Regions from separate parts of the Arachis hypogaea genome. Here region 1 is linked to region 2. A link is a contact called in public Hi-C data. All regions are on one chromosome and are shown on one strand. Each heading gives the region's core, a stretch centred on a gene start, on an enhancer-like site or on the middle of the called end of the contact. The rest is flanking DNA. Distances are from core to core; before and after follow the strand shown.

Region 1 (5,032 bases), core at 1,941-4,440, 130 kb after region 2:
GAAAGTACATGTGGCGAGCACATGTCAAAGGCACACTCCCATTTCCTGCTTTGATCATCGAGATGGCTCAGCGGGCTAGCGTACCTTGGTTGCCAGATGATGAGTTGCCACCCCCGATCCACGGGAAGGAGAGACTTCTCCCGTGGGGGACCTGGGTGTACGATAGACTAGCCCTGCGTAGATCCAGAGCCCGCTCAGCAGCAGCAGCATCTGGGCCACCATCTTCTTCAGCAACAGCATCTGGGCCATCATCTTCTTCAGCTGCAGCTGGACCCACTGCACCATCCACAGCTGCCAGTCAGCCACCACTACCACCATCATCAGCACCTCAGCCGACCTACAGACTAGTTCAGCATCTTATCGAGCGCATGGATCGGAGCGAACGTCGCAACGAGCGATGCTTTCGGCGCGTGATTCAGATGTTGGCATCGCTGGGAGCCGTCATACCCCCTGATTCCGACACTTCCGATCATTCCGAGGAGGAGGCGGATCATGGGGAGGAGGCTAGGCAGGCAGAGGCACCTCCAGAGATTCAGGCTTCTACACAGCCACAGCCAGACTCACTTGTAGCATCGGGAACAATGCTTCATTCTAAGTGTGGAGAGGTCGACGTCGTTGGTGGGAATGTTATTTTGGGTGACAATTTCAGACTTCAGCTTAGTTGCTTTATTTTGTCTTATTTTAGTATCCGCACTTTGTATTACTATATATATCAGCCATCTTGGATACTTTGTTTTACATTGTGCATTTTGCATCTTTGGTTTGTAAGTATATTTTGATATTTTTAGTTTGATTTACCTCTTTAGTTGATAGCATATATATGTAGTATCTTAGTTTATCAGTTTAGTTGTGATTGGAAAAAATATGGAACATTGAGCTTAGTTTAATCCTTTTTTTAGTCAAAACAAATCTCATATGCAAAAAGGGTAAACTAAGCTCAATGTTCCATATTTTTTCCAATCACAACTAAACTGATAAACTAAGATACTACATATATATGCTATTAACTAAAGAGGTAAATCAAACTAAAAATTTCAAAATATACGTACAAACCAAAAATGCAAAATGACCAATGTAAAACAAAGTATCCAAGATAGCTGATATATACAGTAATCCAAAAGTAATCCAAAGTGCAGTAAATGAAAGTGCGAATACTAAAATAAGACAAAATAAAGCAACTAAGCTGAAGTATGAAATTGTCACCCAAAATAACATTCCCGCCGACGACGTGGACCTCCCCACACTTAGAATGAAGCATCGTCCCCGATGCTACAAGTGAGACTAGGTGGAAGGGTCGACATCTGCATCCAGCTGTGGCTGCGGCTGTGGCTGTGTAGAAGCCTGAATCTCTGGAGGTGCCTCTGCCTGCCTAGCCTCCTCCTCAGAATGATCGGAAATGTTAGAATCAGGGGGTATGACGGCTCCCAGCGATGCCAACATCTGAATCACGCGCCGAAAGCATCGCTCGTTGCGACGTTCGCTCCGATCCATGCGCTCGATAAGATGTTGAACTAGTCTGTAGGTCGGCTGAGGTGTTGATGGTGGTGGTGGCTGACTGGCAACTGATAGCTGTGGATGGTGCAGCGAGTCCGGCTGCAGCTGAAGAAGATGATGGCCTAGATGCTGCTGCTACTGAAGAAGATGGTGGCCCAGATGCTGCTGCTGCTGAGCGGGCTCTGGATCTACGCGAGGCTGGTCTGTCGTCCACCCAGATCCCCCACGGGATAAGTCTCTCCTTCCTGTGGATCGGGGGTGGCGACTCATCATCTGGCAACCAAGGTACGCCAGCCCGCTGGGCCATCTCGGTGACTAAAGCAGGAAATGGGAGTGTGCCTCTGACATGTGCTCGCCACATGTACTTTCTGATCAGGCGGAGAAAGTACAACTCCTTCCCCTCCATAATGCACCTGATCAGAACGAGCATGTCTACCGGAATCTCCGTGAAGTGCGTGGTAAGCATAACATAATGGGCAAGAATCTACTGACATACCTTCGCCTCCCGAGTCAGATAATCGAACATCATCCCCTTGGGTTTCGTTTTATTGGCATCCAGCTGCCAAGGGGAGTCCGGTTCGACAACTATACTCCTCAGTGCATCATAGTCATAGGTCAGACAGTGCATCTCCACCTCAGCCTGCATAAAAGCATCGAGTGGAACCTCAATGTCAGCTTCTGTAACCAGGATCTGCCCGCCTCTCAGGTGAATCGAGTTAAGGGTCGGTGTATAGAAGTTGCAATAAAATTCACGCACCCATGACTCGTTCACCCTAGCTAGCTCCCTATCCACGAAGGACAGGCCCAACCCCTCAATCCGAAGCTCAATGGACTGTCTCAAATCTGAAGGGATATCTAGCTTCTTCTCCAGGTTGAGCTTCCGCTTCTGGAAAGTCAGAAACCGGAGCTCACAGTACAGATTGGGAAATTTCTCTGCGTTGGTAGAAGGTAGGAGCTGATCCTCCTTATCCTTGTCAGAGAGGGATATTTTAGCATAACTGGAGGTCGCAGAATCAGTGGAAGACTGAGACTTCTTCCTCTTCCTGGAGGTAACCTTTGCTTTTCCCTTGCCTCTGTCAGACATCCTGGAAAATAGAAATCACAGGATACAACATATTAAGCAAAGCAGAGGAAAGGAAAGACAAGGAAATAAGCACGGACAGAAAATAGACAACAGAAAGAAATTGAGAACTCTCATGAAGTGAGTCATAGGAATGAACTCTTGGAATGCAAGCAAACATAATTCATACATCAATCAAAATACAATCCAAGAATTCATGCAATAATAGGAAAATGCTTGTTCGTTAAGCAACAATAATCATCATGCCCGAAAGACAGGCCCAACCCTTAGCTCGCTCCCTATCCACGAAGGACAGGTCCAACCCCTCAATCCGAAGCTCAATGGACTGTCTCAAATCTGAAGGGATATCTAGCTTTTTCTCCAGGTTGAGCTTCCGCTTCTGGAAAGTCAGAAACCGAAGCTCATAGTACAGATTGGGAAATTTCTCTGCGTTGGTAGAAGGTAGGAGCTGATCCTCCTTATCCTTGTCAGAGAGGGATATTTTAGCATAACTGGAGGTCGCAGAATCAGTGGAAGACTGAGACTTCTTCCTCTTCCTGGAGGTAACCTTTGCTTTCCCCTTGCCTCTGTCAGACATCCTGGAAAATAGAAATCACAGGATACAACATATTAAGCAAAGCAGAGGAAAGGAAAGACAAGGAAATAAGCACGGACAGAAAATAGACAACAGAAAGAAACTGAGAACTCTCATGAAGTGAGTCATAGGAATGAACTCTTCGAATGCAAGCAAACATAATTCATACATCAATCAAAATACAATCCAAGAATTCATGCAATAATAGGAAAATGCTTGTTCGTTAAGCAACAATAATCATCATGCCCAAAAGAATATAAAAGAGTTAATGTGAAAACTAAAAAGAAGAGTTAGAGAGTCAACTAGGTCAAGGTTAGAAAACTAGGTTAGAAATCAGTGGCACGACAATTATGGAACTTAACCAAGATAAGTTCAAAAAGTATAGAGAACAAGCATACTCACATTCATGAGGATGATGTAAGACATTGATGATGAAATATGGAATGCATAAAAGCATAGAAAAAGGAATGCACATCATCATCAATGTTTATGGTCACTAAGCTTGTAAAAATTGGTGTTGAAAGTTTAAGAGTGTACTCATGTACCTAAGGTAAATTGGGTAATGAAGATGGCTACATGAGTGAAATTACACCAATGATCACAACTCAACAGAACCTCATTCAAAAAGTACAAGACTAGGCCACTTGAGAGTTTAGAAAGCACTTCAATGGTCAATGAGAAAGGTACGAATGAAAACGACCATGAAGAATGGAAATTGGACCTATCTTGCATGATTTAAAACACTCAAGAGGTTCAGAAATGATTTGGTCAATCAAGGTCCTAATTGTCACAGAATTCTAACAACTAGTCCCATGATTCCATCAGTGCACATGAAAGAGGGAACCAAGATACAAAACGGAAATGCTGACCAAATTAACTCATGAGTTGAACTTGGTATAAGCCAAATGAGTCTTAATTCACAGGGTGCCAAGTTCAATCCCTAAGTTGCAAGTTAGCAATAAGGAAATTTCCAAAAATTTTGGCAGCATTCTGGCAGTAAATTGGATGTTTCCAGATGGAAAATAGCAGCAAAACAGTCTCATATGAATCCAAAATATCAAACATGTATACAAACAGTGATTTCATATGATCTGGCAGCATTAAGCAAAACAAAACAGTTTAAATCAGCATGGCAGCACCCATTTCTTTGAATTTGACAACCAATCACAAGTATTCAACATGAATTCAGACAATTAAACATCCTGAATCAAGTGATTGAGTGGAAATTGGAATTAAACAGCATCAGGCATAATCAACAGTGTATTGAGAATCAATGCATGGCCAGTACACAGAGTTGCAATGAGCAACAAATTGTGAACATATAACATTAAAGCATCAGCATTGATCAATAACAGTATCAAATAGCAGCATGTGAAAGCATGGAGCACCAAAATCATCATCACTCAACAAGCAGTTTGCAAATAACCATTCAGATAGCAACAACAACAACAAAAAGTCAGACCTAAATCCTCTAACCACATCTTAGCTACCTAACCATATGCGATTCTATCTAACCTAATCAAACGGAGATTAATCAATCTACTGATAAAACTTGAAAATGAACTAAAAGAAAAATTAAAAACAAAGCAGTTATTGACAGGGGAAGACATGGGAAAACATGGACGAAGCAGAAAGTTAAATTGGAATGCATAGCTACTGAAGGGGACTGAGGCGCCACTGGCCCAGTGGTGGCGCAGCGCAGAGTAGGGTAGCAGTCCAGAGTAGGGCACCCGATTCTGCCCTGGGTGCAGCGACGGGAAAGGAAACGGCCGAGAGAGAAGGAAGGATTTGGTGATGGTGAAAGGGAGTTCGCCGGCGGCAATGGGCGTAGCCGCGGCGGTTCTGGTGGTGACAGAGAAGGAGACTAACTGAGAGGAGGAGAA
Region 2 (5,605 bases), core at 2,250-4,749:
GAGTTGCATTTAAAAACCTAGCAACAGCAACCAGATCACAAATCTACAAAACCAAGAAAAATGTTAACTTGCTTACCAAAAATAATACTAAATGTTAAATACATTTTGGTGGATCATACCGATGATCTTATATTTGCAAAACCACCAAAGACTTTTGCATAGATGAAACGATTGCTCTGGTCCTTTGGAGCTGTAAAGAAAAGAAACAGAAACTTGATGGGGAAGATATAGCAGGATGAATATGACAAAAAAAAAATGATCAGCTTTAACATTGTGAAAGGCTGAGAGTAACATAGTTCTCTGTTAAATTTGTCAAAGATATAAAATACAAAACAATATTAGCCTAGTTTTGTGGTTTCTTACAAAACCTTAAAAATATAATCAATTTTGTAGTCAAATCAAGATTATGCTGCGCTCATTAATTTCAGATCGAGCTACAAACTAAGAAGTATAAATGAAGAATGTTCCAAAATAAATTATAATCAAGACCTTAAGTTGGATGTTAGTCATCTCCAAGATTGCATTCCCATAGGCCATGATCAATTTAATATGGAGTGCCTTTGCAAGGCATATATTATTTCATTTCTTTAATCAATAAGGGAAAACAAAAATAGAGCAGAAGGATGAAAAATAAAATATTTTATGTTTCAACATAGCTTTATGTCATAATCTCTCAACTGCAAGTCTAAAAATTGTTCCTTCCCATGTCTACATATTAAGAAGATAAGAAATAGCCGCAAAATTCTTACCAGAGTAATTGCTTCTAGCATTCGCATAAGGCTGCAATGCTTCCAATGACTGTATGGAACCCCATAGCTTCTTATTCTTTATAACCTACAATATTTAAACCAGAGTCAAGAATTACACAAAAAAAGCACAAAACACAAAACACAAGTACACAACCATAAGCATCCACTCGAAACATATATACATAAGAACTCACCTGTCCTCCCGAGGTCGGAACAAAATTCTCTGGAAGGCTAGGCATTGCTTTATACTGCACTATGTTAACTGCCCAAAACTTCGCTAGCGACAGATGAATGATGATGGATGCCAGAGATAAGGTAATCACAGAAAGAACAACCCATTTTATCTTAGTTATAAATGCCATCTTGGCCTAGTGACTCTACATCACCAATCTCATACCAAATGACTTCAAACTTAGCAGCAACATCTACAGAAAAACATTAAATATGAATTGGGTCATCAAACAAGTACACAAGAACATATTTAATGATAGAGAAGACGAGCACTAAATCCAATAAAGAATGCTTTTTGCATCTTTGTTCTTCGACCCGGTGACCAAATTCCTCATCAATTCCATTGTTCCAATTCCATCCTTAAGATATCAGACTTTTCATAGTGCTAATAATACCAATAAAAATGCAATGTGTACATGGCAAATGACAAAAATAAATTTCGGCTGTAAATTGAAAGTTGAAACTAACACCAAATTGGCGAAAAGGTTGGATGAATTCACAAAGGAGAACTAAGTAACGAACCAAACTAGCGGAAACCAGGTACAGAACCAAACATAAAAAGTACGGGTAAGTGGTGGAAGACGAATGGAATTACACAGAAAAGGCACAAAACTTGGTATGGCGGTGAGGCAATGCAGAAGAAGGCGTACCAGAAATTGGTTTCAGATTAGTGTGTGTTGAATTTGAATGATTCACTGGTCTTTGATGGGTTAAGAGTAATACAAATAAGCAAGCTATGCTTTGAGGGCATCTCAGCTGGACGAAGAATCAAAAGTCAATTCACGGGAGTAAATGCAACTGGGTAAATGAAACATTGACAACCACTGTCGATTCTTCAAAATCAACGGCAAGAATTTCGATGGAGTCGAAAATATCAAGCTCACAGACGAAACCGAGGTTCACTTCACCTCAAAAACCCTAACTGAAAAGCAGGTAATCTAAAAAATTGAGAGGAAGAAGCAAAATGGAAAACAACGAAGAAGGTATGCTTGGATGAAGAGCATACCAGAAATGGAGAAGGTCCTGAGCACCCATTCGAACCTTAGCAAAGGGCAGAAGCAGAAGCTGATGCTGTAGCTGGAACACAAGATCCTTTCGAAATCTATAGAGAAGGAAGTCAGAAGAGAGAGCCTAGAGCATAGTTGACAGAACCGTACCGGTGATCAAACCGGTCAAGTTACTAGATCATTGGGTCACTGGTTCAACCGGTGGATCACTACTTGAACTAGTTGACTCGGTTCCACGTAAATAAAATATATAAAATAGTCATAAACTTAAAATTAAAATTTGAAATACATATTATCACTAACATTTTAACAACAAACGTCTCAATTTCTAAAAATAACTAATTTGAGCCTTGTTTTTAACATTTCCCATAAAAGACAATTATGACTAGAACTTTCAATAGCATATGATCATAAGTCCTTCGTGCACAGAATATGAACTAATTCTGCCAAATTATTATTTGTCAAAGTCGTCCGCTGCAAATAAAGGGGATAGAAGAAAGCAATAGAGTTTCAAAAGTTTGAACCTTTAGACGAAAAGCTTAGAACCTGAGAAGTGCCAAATACTTATAGTTTAAACCCCTGCAAACAAAACCATGCCACCACAGATTATGCAACAGAATAAACATGAGCAGAACAATATAAATTCACATAACCTATCCACTACAGCTCAATTCACAGAACCAATCCACTATCCAACAATATAAATTCACAGAATAATATAAAAAACAGCACCAACAATATAAAAACAGCACCTCAATTCACCATAATGATATTAAAACAGAAACAAATCAACCCTAAACACCAAAAATCAGAAAGAACAAAAAGGCATCAATCAACCACTACACTACATATATTACACTGTAAAAACAAAATTGGAATGATCTGCCAAGAATCGACAAATTATAATCAACAACAATCAAGATCAACTGAATCAGTTAATCCAACATCAGTTAATCAATTAATCAGTTAAAAAGATTATAATCCAGCAACTGAATAACTTAAAAAAATTAAAAAGCTTACCTGATGATGTGAAGGCAGAACGCGGGCAGAGAAGAGAGAGAGCAAGCACGGCGAAGCAGAGAGCGGCGAGGGGGAGGCAGCAGCGCCGGCGAGCCGCGTCGGATGAAGACGCGACGACGACGATGAGAGACGTACACGAACAACGAGAGGCAGTGAAGGCGCAGGAGCTGGCTGACGCAGGGAAGGCGCAGGGACGACGCGACGCGGACGGAGGCGTCAGATGTGGACTGAGGTACAGACGACGCGACAGCAGTGAAGGAGCAGGAGCTGGCAAACGTAGCGGATTCGGCAACGAGACGGCCACCGTGCGGTGTCGGCGACAGCGGCTCTGCGAGAGTGAGAAGGTTGTGGCGCCGCGTTGAGCTCGCCCGTTTTAGATCTGTTTCAGAGCGAGAGAGTAAGAGCGTGGGTTGGGGAGGGGATCCTTCGCTGGGATTAGGGTTATCTTTTTTTTTTTTTTTTGAAAATTGAACCGGTCCGGATTTCTCAAACCTTCCGGTTCACCGATTTTTATTAAAACCGGCCGGGTCAATTTATGGATTACGGATTTGGGCTTACACACCTTGGCCCAAACAATTGTAAAGTTGACAAAACAAATCGAAAAATAGTCGGACAAAAAACAATCGAAAAATAGTTTTTCAAATTATAATACAGGAAAAAATTTCAGGTATGTCATGTATTTTTTTGGAATTATCTTCTGATCCTTAAAGAATCTGGGTATTTTTTGAATTGTAAAAAAATTTGGGACTCTATTGAAATTTTGTAATTGAGCATTATTTCGGTTATTCAGCCCTCATACTAAGAATTTTTTTTTTTGTATTGCTTCCTGTTCGATCTTGTTCCTCAATATTACCCGTTTTTTCTCCTTCTCTTATCTCACCATAACTCTTTCCGTTGAAAATTTGCATCAAAATTTGCATCTCATTATAACGGTTGAATTTGCTGTGTTAAAAAAAATATAATAAAGATTAGTTAGATATCAGTGGTAGTAGTTGTTAAGATTTAGTGGCTAAGTTTGTTAGAAGAATTCTTGATTCTTGGTGCTTTGACTGAGTCCCTACCTTAACTAGTATATATTTCAGTACGTAAAATCATGCATAATTTAATTCTTTAATCAATTGTGAATGAATTTTCTATCGGTTACTTTTCATCAAATTCTCTCTTCTATATTTTCTTTAGCCCTTACTCATTGCTCACCTTCCTCACGTTTAGCTACTTGCTCGCTACTGTTGGTGAGTGCACAAGAGAGACGATCCATTAAACATAACATACCCTTCCACTATGCCTCCATCGCTGGCCTCATCCCCATCCACTCCGCCCTCGACTTCCTCCTCAATTGCGTCCTAACTATCTCACCACCCTCCTCTCTGCCTACGTCCGCCGCCACATTGTCTACCTTAACTCCAAAGGTCCTGCTACTTTAACACCGGCGCGGCATCATTCATAGATCACAAGCGGTGGCGTGGTAGCGACTACACTACCAAGATCGAGCAGTGGATGGAGCTTCATGATGCGGATCTATGAGGTTGGATCTTTCCTGCGATGATCCAATACTAAAATGAGATGCAAAGGATATAAGAATAACAGGGTCTACTGTCAATATCTAAATGACGGGGATCATTTAGCAATTTAAAAATTTTAATTTGACCTTTTGGTTAGTTATTAATATAAATTAATAAAATTGTACCAAGAATAAATAACAACTACAAATAAAATATTCCACCATGATTTTAAAGAACCCATTTGTATTTTCTCCACCATAGACAATTCCTATTAAAGAAAACATAAAGTTTAGATTTACTGGCAAGAGTACCCGTACAAATTACACGGGATTAAAAGGACTCAGAATGAAAAGAAAACCTATTATTTAGCAAATTTAAAACATAGATTGTCAAGCATCCATAAAAAGAAAAAAGAAAATAAAAACATATCCAATACAATGGAAAACATAAACAAAAATATCTGTTTCTATATATTAATAGATAAATAGCCATTTTTAAGTATAAATTAAGATTTCTTGATCTCCAACTGTATGTACCGGTCTCGTATGGAGACTAATCTCAGGATAAGCTTGTCCCTCCTCTTTAACTTCTACAATCTATAGCACTCTTTCCACTCAACCCCAAATTTTCATTCCGAATTTCTTCCTTCACTTCTCAGAAGATGGAAAAAAAAGATATTTTTTTCTACACTGGAATGTGGACTAATTATCTTCCACACAAAACCCTGTCCAGATGGTTTTAGATATGAGTGGACAAATACTGCAATAAATCTACTTAATATACTAAAATTGAGTTTTTCCCCAAACTTATGATGGTGAGGTGTCATTTTCTCGTGAATCCATTTTCCCTCCAAAATGATTGCACTATTTCTCTCTTTTAAATTTTTTTTAAAAATTATCTTTAATTGATATAATTATATTATAATTAGTATTTAATGAATGATACATAATTATACTAATTTAAGATAATCTCTATTATAATTATACTAATCTCTTTTAAATTTATTTCAAAAAATTATCTTAATTATAATTATATAACAATATTATACTTAGCATTTAATGAATAATTCATAATTATACTAAAACTGAGTTTTCCC

The links. A called contact is a pair of places that touch in the nucleus more often than the background predicts.
Region 1: a contact with region 2 is called in a Hi-C map of leaf, with 3 times the contacts expected there. The contact joins the promoter of LOC112786017 here to the promoter of LOC112786933 in region 2. A contact is called at or near these places in 2 of 8 Hi-C or Micro-C datasets (both in leaf).

What each region holds. Positions count from the first base shown.
Region 1 is chr20:93,758,891-93,763,922 of arahy.Tifrunner.gnm2.J5K5, forward strand. LOC112786017 (AMP deaminase) reads left to right here and starts at 3,191. Exons shown (of 8, transcript XM_072231547.1): 1 at 3,191-3,269. It overlaps LOC140183312, which reads left to right. Exons shown (of 3, transcript XM_072231540.1): 3 at 1-810. The coding sequence ends at 779.
Region 2 is chr20:93,629,988-93,635,592 of arahy.Tifrunner.gnm2.J5K5, forward strand. It overlaps LOC112786933 (protein EMBRYO SAC DEVELOPMENT ARREST 30), which reads right to left and starts at 3,500. Exons shown (of 12, transcript XM_025830306.3): 1 at 3,008-3,500; 2 at 2,512-2,566; 3 at 944-1,174; 4 at 750-834; 5 at 120-190; 6 at 1-43. The coding sequence starts at 1,111.